3 separate regions of the Mus musculus genome follow, and regions 2 and 3 are each linked to region 1. The links are chromatin contacts, called in public Hi-C and HiChIP or PLAC-seq maps. All regions are on one chromosome and are shown on one strand. The core of a region is the stretch at or near the end of the contact, and the rest is flanking DNA. Distances in the headings are between cores, read along the strand shown.

Evidence for each region. Hi-C and Micro-C count contacts between places; a contact is called where the count stands out from the background. HiChIP or PLAC-seq counts read pairs in DNA pulled down with a chosen protein or histone mark.
Region 2: a Hi-C map of cortical neurons shows a contact between it and region 1, with 2.4 times the contacts expected there. The contact joins the enhancer-like site here to the promoter of Runx2 in region 1. A contact is called at or near these places in 9 of 39 promoter capture datasets (the 3T3-L1 cell line, cranial neural crest, frontonasal cranial neural crest and 5 more), 1 of 15 datasets of contacts at CTCF or cohesin (pro-B cells), 8 of 484 Hi-C or Micro-C datasets (the AML12 cell line, adipose-derived mesenchymal stem cells, cortical neurons and 4 more), 11 of 115 datasets of contacts at active chromatin or transcription factors (the NIH/3T3 cell line, craniofacial prominence, embryonic basal ganglia and 7 more) and 2 of 9 other capture datasets (adipose tissue and embryonic stem cells).
Region 3: a contact with region 1 is called in an H3K4me3 HiChIP or PLAC-seq map of craniofacial prominence, with 5 times the contacts expected there. The contact joins the enhancer-like site here to the promoter of Runx2 in region 1. A contact is called at or near these places in 5 of 39 promoter capture datasets (cranial neural crest, frontonasal cranial neural crest, maxillary cranial neural crest and 2 more), 10 of 115 datasets of contacts at active chromatin or transcription factors (SST interneurons, craniofacial prominence, embryonic forebrain and 7 more) and 1 of 9 other capture datasets (embryonic stem cells).

What each region holds. Positions count from the first base shown.
Region 1 is chr17:44,734,955-44,738,308 of GRCm38.p6, reverse strand. It overlaps Runx2 (runt related transcription factor 2), which reads left to right and starts at 1,661. Exons shown (of 7, transcript NM_001145920.2): 1 at 1,661-3,076. The coding sequence starts at 2,675. RefSeq lists a cis regulatory region at 762-770 and a promoter at 1-1,906.
Region 2 is chr17:45,277,302-45,280,725 of GRCm38.p6, reverse strand. No RefSeq gene overlaps it. Among named protein-coding and RNA genes, the nearest start is that of Gm41582, 16 kb to the right of the region's middle. Within about 2 kb of position 1,500, at least 11 of the 459 cell types and tissues checked have an H3K27ac peak or open chromatin away from gene starts, as enhancers often do. A contact at or near this core is called in cortical neurons, where this site is marked.
Region 3 is chr17:45,324,918-45,328,397 of GRCm38.p6, reverse strand. No RefSeq gene overlaps it. Among named protein-coding and RNA genes, the nearest start is that of Gm35204, 29 kb to the right of the region's middle. Within about 2 kb of position 1,412, at least 21 of the 459 cell types and tissues checked have an H3K27ac peak or open chromatin away from gene starts, as enhancers often do. A contact at or near this core is called in craniofacial prominence, embryonic limb bud and second pharyngeal arch cranial neural crest, where this site is marked.

The DNA of each region.
Region 1 (3,354 bases), core at 412-2,911:
AAGAGGGAGACTGAGTGGCTCAGGGAGGTGACTCAAGTCTGAGGGAGGACTGGTGGAAGAATCCGGAAAGAGAGCAAGAGACAAGGAAAGACCGACATGGGACGTGGGCGGCGGCGGCGGCGGCGGGGGGGGGGGGGGTTTGCATAGTTGTAAGTGGTGCAAGCAGAAAGGGGAGGCAGAAGCAGTGACTCAAAGGGGGAGGGCACAGGAGTGCTCCCCAGTATCATCCCTAGCCTGTGAGAGAGCAAGCAGTCACACTCAACTCTGTCCACTCCTCAACCCCCAGAGCGCCTCTCAGGCACAGGAGCACGGGTCCCCAGACCATCTGAGCACAGCGATCCACTTTTTGTATTTTCTAGTCTCGAGTTGCAAAGAGGCGCAAACAACCTCTTTTGCGCGCTCCGGGTACCTTTTCTGGGCCCTGCTGGGCGCGCGGGGAGGGAAGGTCAGAGAGTGGCAACTGCGCTAGGGAGGGTCATGACAGGTCCCTTGCTGAATTTGGAAGGCATTTGCACCCCAGCAGTAAAAGCCCCAAATTAATGGCTACGTGAAGAGCTTTAAATAAGACGGATGGTGAGAAATGTTACCCAGCTAGCCCTCTTCTTTAGTCCTCCTAGGGGACGACTCCCAATTTTTCATTGATTTCACCAAATCACAGTTGCGTCAACTACCTTGTTACGAATCGCCGGGGATTTTGGTAAAATGATTCTATTTGGAAGCGTTGGAAGTTTTAAAATAATAGGTTAGGCAAGACATATAACAGAACATCACGCTGAGAGGTGAGCCAGCCCGATATTGCTTCTGCCTGGTTCTTGGGGTGTATCAGCCTCCGGCGGATTTCCCGGCTTCTGTGGGCGCCGCCGCACGTTGTTTGATTTGTTTTGAAGGCTCAGAATTTGAGGCTGGTCGGAGACACCCACGTGCTTCTGATTCCCATCAGTATAATGATCGCCTCAGTTTGAGTCGTGTCTATATAAACCACAAAAACCTAATCATTAGAAATCCCAGCCTCCAAAAACCACATTTTAGGTAAAAAAACAAACAAAAAAAAAAAAAACAAACAAAAAAAAAACAAAACTGCTGCCGCTCCCCGCACTCCTTCATCTCTCAACCACAATCTTTTGGGGATTCCAAAATCGCCTCCCCCCATAACGCCGGGAAACAAAAACATAAATAAATAATTACTGAACTTTTTTTTAAACTTTTTATTTTTAACCCCCCAAAGTGGGGAGTGGCTAGAAAGACAGTTAGACACTAGACTTAGTCTGAGACGAAGACTACACTTAATAAAAGATTGGGAAATGAATGGATAACCGCTGTGTATTCCCCCTTTCCCAGCAAGCATTTTATCAACTTACAACTTATTTTAATTACCAAGCTGTCATTTTTTAGTTCTTTTTATTAAAAAAGCAACCCATCCTTATTCTCCAATAATGACAAGAAGGAATATATAAGAAAAGTGTCCAGACATCCGTTAGAGTTTCTAAAACTATTTTGACAAACACTCCTGTCACCCATTTTGGTGTCACCTAAGGGGGGGCACTCCCGAAGCCTGTAAAAACCTGCCCCCCGCCCCAACCAATGTGGGGTGGGGTTGGGGGCAGGGTGAAGAGTGCTCAGAAGTCAACGTGGAGACTTGAGAATTTCCCTTCCTCCTCTCCTGAAGTTAACAACGAAAAATTAACGCCAGTCGGAGCAGCCTGAGGCTCTCCCGCTTCTCAGCTTTAGCGTCGTCAGACCGAGAAGTGGTTCCCGGTCCTGAGGGTGAAGTGGGGAGCCGAGGACGCAGGCGGCGATGTCCTAGGCGGGGACCTCCTCCCTACAGCTTCGGGCGCCGAGCGAGCGCAGCGGCGCTTCTAGCGGCCGGCGGGCGGCGGCAGCGGCTGCGATCCGCAGGCTCCAGATCTGTCGCCCCGAGATCCGCTCTCCCCCCGCCCCCACTTACCTCCCGGCACCTTGAAACGCGAGGGGGGCCCGGGGCACTTTGCAAAGAGCAGGAGAGACGAGGCTGCGAGCTAGACGGCGGCGAAGGAGAGGGCGAGAGGAGAAGCCGGGGAAAGGAAGGACTCGGCGGCCGGAGGACTCGGAGCGCGCTGCCGGCGCGGGGAGCGCGCAGCGGCCTCGGAGGAGGAGGCGGAGGAGGCGGCGCGGGCAAGCGACGGCGCCGCGAGCTGGGCAGCCGCGCTCTGCTTGGCGGTGGCGGACAGCGAGGAGCCACACGCACCGCCGAGATGGACTGCTGAACCTGCGGGGCTCCACTACCGTACTGGAACCCGGAGCGGGGCGCCAGCGCACCCAGGACACGGTGCCCCAAGGGGCCCCTACTGCAAGCTGTTAACTTCAAGTCCCTTGCGGCGGCTGGGCCAAACACGCCCCCGCGTCCCGCTCGTTGCAGCCACCGCCAGGGACTCCCAAGCCTCCCGGTGGAGATCCGCGCCTCTCGGGTGTCCCCACCCGCTACCCCGACTCTGTCCGGTCTCCAGTCGCCGGCCCCCAGCAGACTCCGCCCGGCACACGGCTTCCTCGAACTTGATTTCTCACCTCCTCTGTCCCGTCACCTCCATCCTCTTTCCGCCCCCGTCTCGCCTCCACCCCCTCGATTTCCTCCTCCTCGCCCCCCATTTCCACCCTCCTCCCCCTCCCCCGGCCACTTCGCTAACTTGTGGCTGTTGTGATGCGTATTCCTGTAGATCCGAGCACCAGCCGGCGCTTCAGCCCCCCCTCCAGCAGCCTGCAGCCCGGCAAGATGAGCGACGTGAGCCCGGTGGTGGCTGCGCAGCAGCAGCAACAGCAGCAGCAGCAGCAGCAACAGCAGCAGCAACAACAGCAACAGCAACAACAGCAGCAGCAGCAGCAGCAGCAGGAGGCGGCCGCAGCAGCAGCGGCGGCAGCGGCGGCGGCAGCAGCGGCGGCGGCCGCAGTGCCCCGATTGAGGCCGCCGCACGACAACCGCACCATGGTGGAGATCATCGCGGACCACCCGGCCGAACTGGTCCGCACCGACAGTCCCAACTTCCTGTGCTCCGTGCTGCCCTCGCACTGGCGGTGCAACAAGACCCTGCCCGTGGCCTTCAAGGTAAGAGACTGGTCACCCCCAGATCCTGGCCCGGCCCCATGGAACCTTCCCGCCGTGGTCTCGGTGCCCATGGGTGTCCTCCAAGACTCCAGCCTTGGTGGCTCCACTCAGGGGACCGAGGTGGCTCTGATCTACATACCCCGCAGCGGCCACCGCGAGCAGATCCCCCTTCTCACCTGTGCGCCCACTACCATGTAAGCCTAGGTTCCCTTGCTTCTTCATCCTTCAGTCTTCCAGGCGCGGTTCTTGCCTCTTTCCCTGCTGTGAGACTCCTGGGC
Region 2 (3,424 bases), core at 251-2,750, 540 kb before region 1:
AGGGGAGCAAGCCAAGGAGGGAGGCTCTTCTGGTCCAGTGGTCTCTCAAGGCTCCTGAGAACTGCCTAGCTGGGTCGGGAGCAGCAGGAGGTGAGACCTAATGCAGAAAGAAGGCAGAGGCTATGGCTCACCCTCTCTTCCCAGGGAGGAGTGCAGCCTGCAAAATATAGCCTTGAATTTTCTGAAAGAAAAGAAGGAGAGAGAGAGAGAGAGAGAGAGAGAGAGAGAGAGAGAGAGAGAGAGAGAGAGAGAGAGAGAAAGGAAGAAAGGAAGAAAGAAAGAAAGAAAGAAAGAAAGAAAGAAAGAAAGAAAGAAAGAAAGAAAGAAAGGTCTAATTATAGAATGTACAGTTTTTCTTTCAAGAGGTACAGCCCAATTGCATTCTGGTAACAGAAGCAAAATTACAAATATGAGCAGGAAATGAAATTAATTTCAAAAAAAATCTGAAAGCACGGATTGTGGTTCTATCCTCCCTGCTTCCACCGTCCACTCCCTACCCCCACCCTCATCCTGGCCTGAGTTGACTGGTGCGGCTGGGTTCTCTGGGGCATGGTGATTAATAGGACAAGAATGAGGAGGTGTGAACTGATTTTGGACCTGAGCAGGGAGCTGGGAGAGGTTGGCATTAGCCTACTGGGATGTGTTTGCATTTTAAGTCCCCCAGGGTGACCACCTCCTGGACATCTCTGAGGGTGGGAAGTTGGAAGGATCTGAGGACCTTCCCAGAGAGCTTCTAAAAGCAGTTGTTTTTCTCCTTTTGCAGTGGTGCAAGCTTAAGCAGCTGCCACCAGGAGACTCAGGGTCCTTTCCTGAAGCTGGGACACAGAGGTGCTTGCTCCAGAACCCAGAGAACGCTGCTGGCTCTCAAGCCCCCCCCCCCAAAAAAAACCCGCTTCCAGGGAAGATGTGGATTGTCCCGAGTTCTGAGAAGCTGTATAAATTCTTCCCCTGGGCTAGTTTCTCCACTCAGCACAGAGAATCATTTAGCAGCATGAAGGATGGCTGCATAGCAATAAATAATCTTCAAATGGGGCAAGGCTGCCGTCTGGGAGGCAGAGCAAAGGCCACGGTGCAAAGCATCTGCTTTATCTGAATTTAAAACTCCAGACAGAGGCTGATTTCACTGTCATCCAAGACATGGATAATTAAAAACAAAGACATTTTAAAGAGGGATCTGAGGCGGCTTGCCCCTCCCCCTCGCTCCTTCTCCCCGCCCCTCCCTCCCCTCTCCATATCCTTCATCTCCACCTCCATCTCCTTTTCCCAGAAAAGGCTGGGAACACTCTTAAAAGCTAACATCATCCTAACGAGAGAAGACACGTTCTTGAAGAAAATCTGACTTATAGTTTACAGCTTTGTAAGAATTTCAGTCAAAAGACGTCCCAGGCTCAGGCACTCAGTCAAGGCTGCATCGTTTCAATGCTAACTTGGTATTCTGTGTGATTATTTCTTTTTACGACACTTGCAATTAAATGCAGATTTTATGCTGCCTCGTCTGACTGAAGCAGAGGCATTGGAACTTCTGGAAGCCATGGTGCACAGGCTTGTACACAGAGTCCTTGTGCTGGAGTCTGGAACACCATGCCCAGACATGCTAGCCTGGGGAATACTTCCCAGGACCCTCGAGGGCTTGAGAACTACTGTCCCCAAATCTCAGTCCCTGGAACTTGTTCTTCTGTACCTATATGTTACTCATTTGTGATGGTCGAAACTTTTCTCAACTGTAAGTTTTGGGGTAATGACTGTTCGTGTGCATGTGTGTGGTCCCTGGCCTTGCCCATGCCCGGTAAGTGATCAACCACTGAGCTACATCCCAGCCCTTGAGATGTTTCCAGATTTCAGAAATCTAGAAGGAAATACAATTGCATATGCTCCTGTATTTTGCTTTTGAAAGGAACCGTTCTCTCTGTGTACATATCTGTAAGCAGTGATCTCTCTCTCTCTCTCTCTCTCTCTCTCTCTCTCTCTCTCTCTCTCTCTCTGTGTGTGTGTGTGTGTGTGTGTATGCATGTGTGCATTTTGCATCTTGTTGGATCCTGGGAACAGACAGACAGAAATATCAATAAGATTGGTAGCAGGCATGGGTCTGATAGAGGCTGTAGAATGTGGCTCTTACTACATCAGAGAAAGATGGTAGGAAACTATAGAAAGATGAGTGCTCAAACAACCCTTGCGACCTTAGGGACCCAGCAGTTTTCCAGAACATCCCACATTGCTCTTCCCCCTGGCATGGCACGCCCTACTTAATCCTGCCTGTTCTAGGAGGATCTGAACCCCTTACACCTCCCAGATCTGTTTCAGAGGCACTAAAGTGACCTACGTAAGATCTGAATCCCCATCCCCTTAGCAGGCCAGCAGGAGAGGTGACAGAATAAGCCAGGCCTGGACTGGCAGAGGGACTCAGTCTGAAATCTGGCTGGCCTTTGATGTGGGGCCATGAGGATCTTGTTCTGCATCACTCAAGAGGCTATAGGGGCACAGCAGGTCACTAATGTTGGGGTCTGTGTCTTCCTGCCCACGCCTTCTGCAAACCTCAGCTTCTGAATATACTAGAAAGGCAACATCCAAAGCCCCCTACATCTCCTCCTAGAGGTTTCCCGGGACTCCCTCAGCCCTTGCCGCTGTAGTCTGTCACCCAGGCCTAGGAAGTGTTACTTGGGGACAAGTTTCCAGTGAAGGGAAGAAGAGTAACATCGCATCCTGGCAGGGCACTGAGGCAGGAGGTGTTGGGGCAGACCCCATAAGCCGAGTAGTGGACCAAGACATCAGCATCCCCATATGCCAAGGCATGTGTCCTTTCAAGTGGTCAGCTCAATGCATTTTGAGCTTGTCTTTGATTGCCCCAGGAGCCTCATGGGAATAGCTGTAACATTTTACATTTTCCACCCCCCCCCCCAATTCATTTCTCTCCTGGTACACCTTTCTGCACCATGCCTGATTCATCCTAGGGCCAACCTCCCTCCCCATTCAGCTACATGCGAGGTCATGCCAGCTAGGCAGAAGGATGCCAGGAGTAAGATTTACAGCCCAGTGACCAGCAGAGTACCACATACAGTGATGCTCAGGCCGGGTCTGCTGAGCTGGAGGTGAAGATCCTGAAGTCAAATGCAGGACCTTTGGACATGGAAAGTTACATCTATTGTCAAGTATTTTCAACCCCCTCTTTTTTCACAGAAAACAATATTAAAACACTGTCGCCCCTCAGTCCTTGCCCTGGCTTCTCTCAAGCTTGGCTTTTGACGTTGATTTTCCCATTTCAGAATTGATATAGAATTCCCGAAGATAACCAAACTGCTATTTAGACATTTTAAAGATGCAATTTGAGTTCCAGGCAGGAGAAAGGGGTGGATAAAAGAGATTATATGATAATGATACGGCTGTGGGAAGCCTGTCAGATAAAATGTGTTTTCTCTGGTGGGCAGAC
Region 3 (3,480 bases), core at 163-2,662, 590 kb before region 1:
GTGTGTGCCTTTGGCTAACCCAGCTCTCTTCATTCCTCCCTTGCAGTGACAGTTGCTTTGTTTTGTGGCAATACCATCTTCAGTCTCATCCTTGAGAGCAAAAGGATGGTGTTTTCTTGACTTCTCTGCCACCAAAGTCTAGAACATTCCATCAGCGCAGACAGGCAGCTGCCCAGTGTTATGGCTATGAATGGTGGCATTGAATGAATGCCAAGTGTCATGGTCACACTCTGTTTTAGGAGTGAACTTGAGGGTGCTATTCATCCCTTTGACTGTGTCAGCCGAACGCCATCCCTCGCCGCACTGTGGAAATGTGACTATTCGTTATGAGATGCTCACACTGACAGAAACATACAAGGAATACTTATTCATATTATACATACATCAGTGGACGCTCGCCATTTAGTATAAGCAAACAGCATCTGCTAATTTTGATGTGGCTCTAAGGGCCCAGTTTTCCTCTTTCCCTCTGTGACAGTTGCAGTAATGACACCGTCCTGTGACACGGAAGCATCATGTCAAACACATCCCAGAGATGCGTTATACAGGAGATAAACCTCAACCTCTTAGAGTTGAATCGTTACCAGTCTCTCAACATTAACCAAGGCCACCTAGGTTCGAGCTCATACAGAGAGCATTCCCAGATAAAGACAGGGAAGTCGTGGTCCTTAATAGGCATCCTGTCACAAAGACCAGGGAGACCATATATGATATATATGATGGAAGTGTGATGCTCTGAGATTCATTTTATAGGTCATTGAACTGAGAACCGGAACAGTGTGTGGTCTTATCTCTAGGGATCTAGGTTGGGCATCAAGGGCTGGGACCCAGGCTCAGTTTCATCTCTGCTGTTATTTAGCCATGGGACCCTTCGGCGATCACTTCTCGCTTTCCCAATTTTCTTGCCCCCACCCGGCAATGAAAGAGTGAGAGTAGAATATTTGGAAACTCCCTCTCCTCCTTTAAGTCCGAGTTTCTGATACTTCCCACCGCCAAGATCTCACCTGGCTCCCTGATGTCCCTGGAGACTTTGCCTGTAAGCTGCGCTCTGAGCGGAGCCCTGTGGAAATCTCTAGCTCAGCCTGCATCCCCCTTGCTAGCTGGCCTGCAGTGCCAGGGAGAACTCTCCAGGCAGGCGTGCTTCTGTGGGTCTGCCCGGCGCTCTTATTGCCACAGTTTCCATTCATTTCCTTTGACCTGCCTGTGGGAGAAGCTTATGATCACTGATAATTCTAGTTAATCCCTTAACTAGGAAAAGGAAACTAGCCATCTAATAGGCAAAATGAGGGAAGGACTTGGCACACCATCTGCAAAATATAAACCTAAAATATTCCAGAGTGTTCTCTGGGAGGCCGCAGCCATTAACGCCCCGGAGAGTCAGCTACTGCATGGCCTGGCTCCTGGCGGTGGGAAGAGTTCTGAGCCCAGCTGGGAGCGGGCACTTTCCCTCTCTGCGTGCTTGTGGTGGACTCCGTTAACTCGCTAAGGCAGAACATCTCCAAGCCCGTAAAAAGCTTTCTGACATGTCCCCGAGCAGCTGGCCTCCCCCATTTCAGAAGATGTCATGGTTTATTAATTCTTTGCAGAAGCAATAAGAACTGGGTATTGGCTTAATTTGGGGCCAATTTACTGTTATGGTAGGAAAAATTGGCTCTGTCTCCTTTTATTCAACACAAGGGTCTATATTTTCTGCTTTAACCCCTCCCGTGCTGGGCTTCTCCCTACTCTGCTTTTCCATGGATAACTTTGGGCCTCAGTTTCTTCAACATAAAGCGGAGATAATTGTAGTAACGATTTCCCAGGATTGTGCTGGATAGATATTAAGTTATTGAGTTATTTTAGTGTCTTTCTCTACCAAATGCTCCACATGGTGACACTTAAAAAAAAAAAAAACACCAAACCCGGGAAATATCACATCCAGATGTCCTGGCCTCTTTATGGATAACTGGTACCATGGCAACCCTATGTTCATGTTCTCATTAAGAAGAGCTATCTGGAGTTGAGTAGCGAAAGCATGCTTGAAAAAGGACATCTGTACCTGCTCAGGTCTCTGGGCCTTTCCGTTCTACAGAGGTGGGGGTGTTTCTGCCCGGTCCTGTGGCCTGGAGTCTGAGATCTGGGGTTTCCTGTTTCTTTGATAGGCTGTGCATAGCCACGGAGCCGAACTCTCCTAAAGCTGCTTCGGTGGGTAAGGGCTCTTGCTTCTAAAGCACAAAGGGGCTGAGTGTGAACCCCCAGCATCTGTGTAAAAAAGGTGGGTGTGGTTACACTCAAGCCTATAACTGCAGCAATGGGCAGGGGATTGGAGACTCAGGGATATTGAGCCTTGCTGCCTGGCAACCTAGCTCCATGTTCTTGGAGGGATCCCATCTCAAGGGAATGAGGCAAATAGATGATTTTAGAAAGACACTCAACATCCTCTTCTGACCCAACTGTATGCACACACAAATGAACATCAAGCCTACGGACATAAACAAAAGAGAAAATCTGGCTTAGCTTAGCCTTGGGATGTAGCTATTATCCTACACATGCGGGAAGCGGAAATGGGGGATTATGGGATCAGGGCTAGCTTGGGCTACAAAGAGGAGTCTTCTGTCTTAAAACAAACAAACAAACAAACAAACAAACAAAACAGCCCTGAACTGTCCTACAGAGTCCTGGTTTTACCTGCACTGGTAGTAGCAGGAAGCAGTGGTTTTTTGGGAAGGAAAATTCAAACCAAACAAATGGAACCTCCCTCTGAAGACTGACCTATGTGGACCAAGATGAGATTGTGATTTGTAGACAAAGAAAGCATAATTCATTGATAACATTCTCTCCAGATTACTGCACCAATAGAACGCTTGAATACCAACGGGATAGGTGCTTCCTGTACACCCCAGGTAAGCCTTGCAATACCACTGTGGCAGGCCATTGGTGTTCCTGCTTTACAGAGAATAGGCTCAGAAAGGCTGAGCAACTTGTACAAGGAATTATTGAAGACAAGATGATTCAGCCTGCTCCTGGCAACTGGACTGGGCGAAGGGCTTGTAGGAAGGAAACTGAGGCTCTGAAGAGGAAGAGCCTTACTGAGACTGTAAAGCTACTCAACCTCGAGTTCTGCTACCATACCGGTAGGAAGGACTGAAGCAAGGCAATGGGATGTCACACAGGAGGGGAGTGTGTCTCATCTCTGTGGCTTGAGGGGACGATGTCTTCTCCATTGTCCCATCTTCACAGTCGCTGATGGTTTTGGCAAGTCCTGTTGTTAAAAATGCAGATATCAGAGTTGTCTATGAGCAGGTGGGTCTGGGCAAGACCAGAAATGTGCATTGGACAAGTTCTTGGTTGCTGCTGGTCTGGAGAGCTCACCTTTGAAGAGTGAGGATTGATACATGTGAGAGACATTGCTTCCCAAACATTGCTCAGGTTAGAGAAGGACAGAGTAGATGGGGCCAAAGAGCCTGCTGCTGACATTTTGTCCTACAGTGAATAGGTATC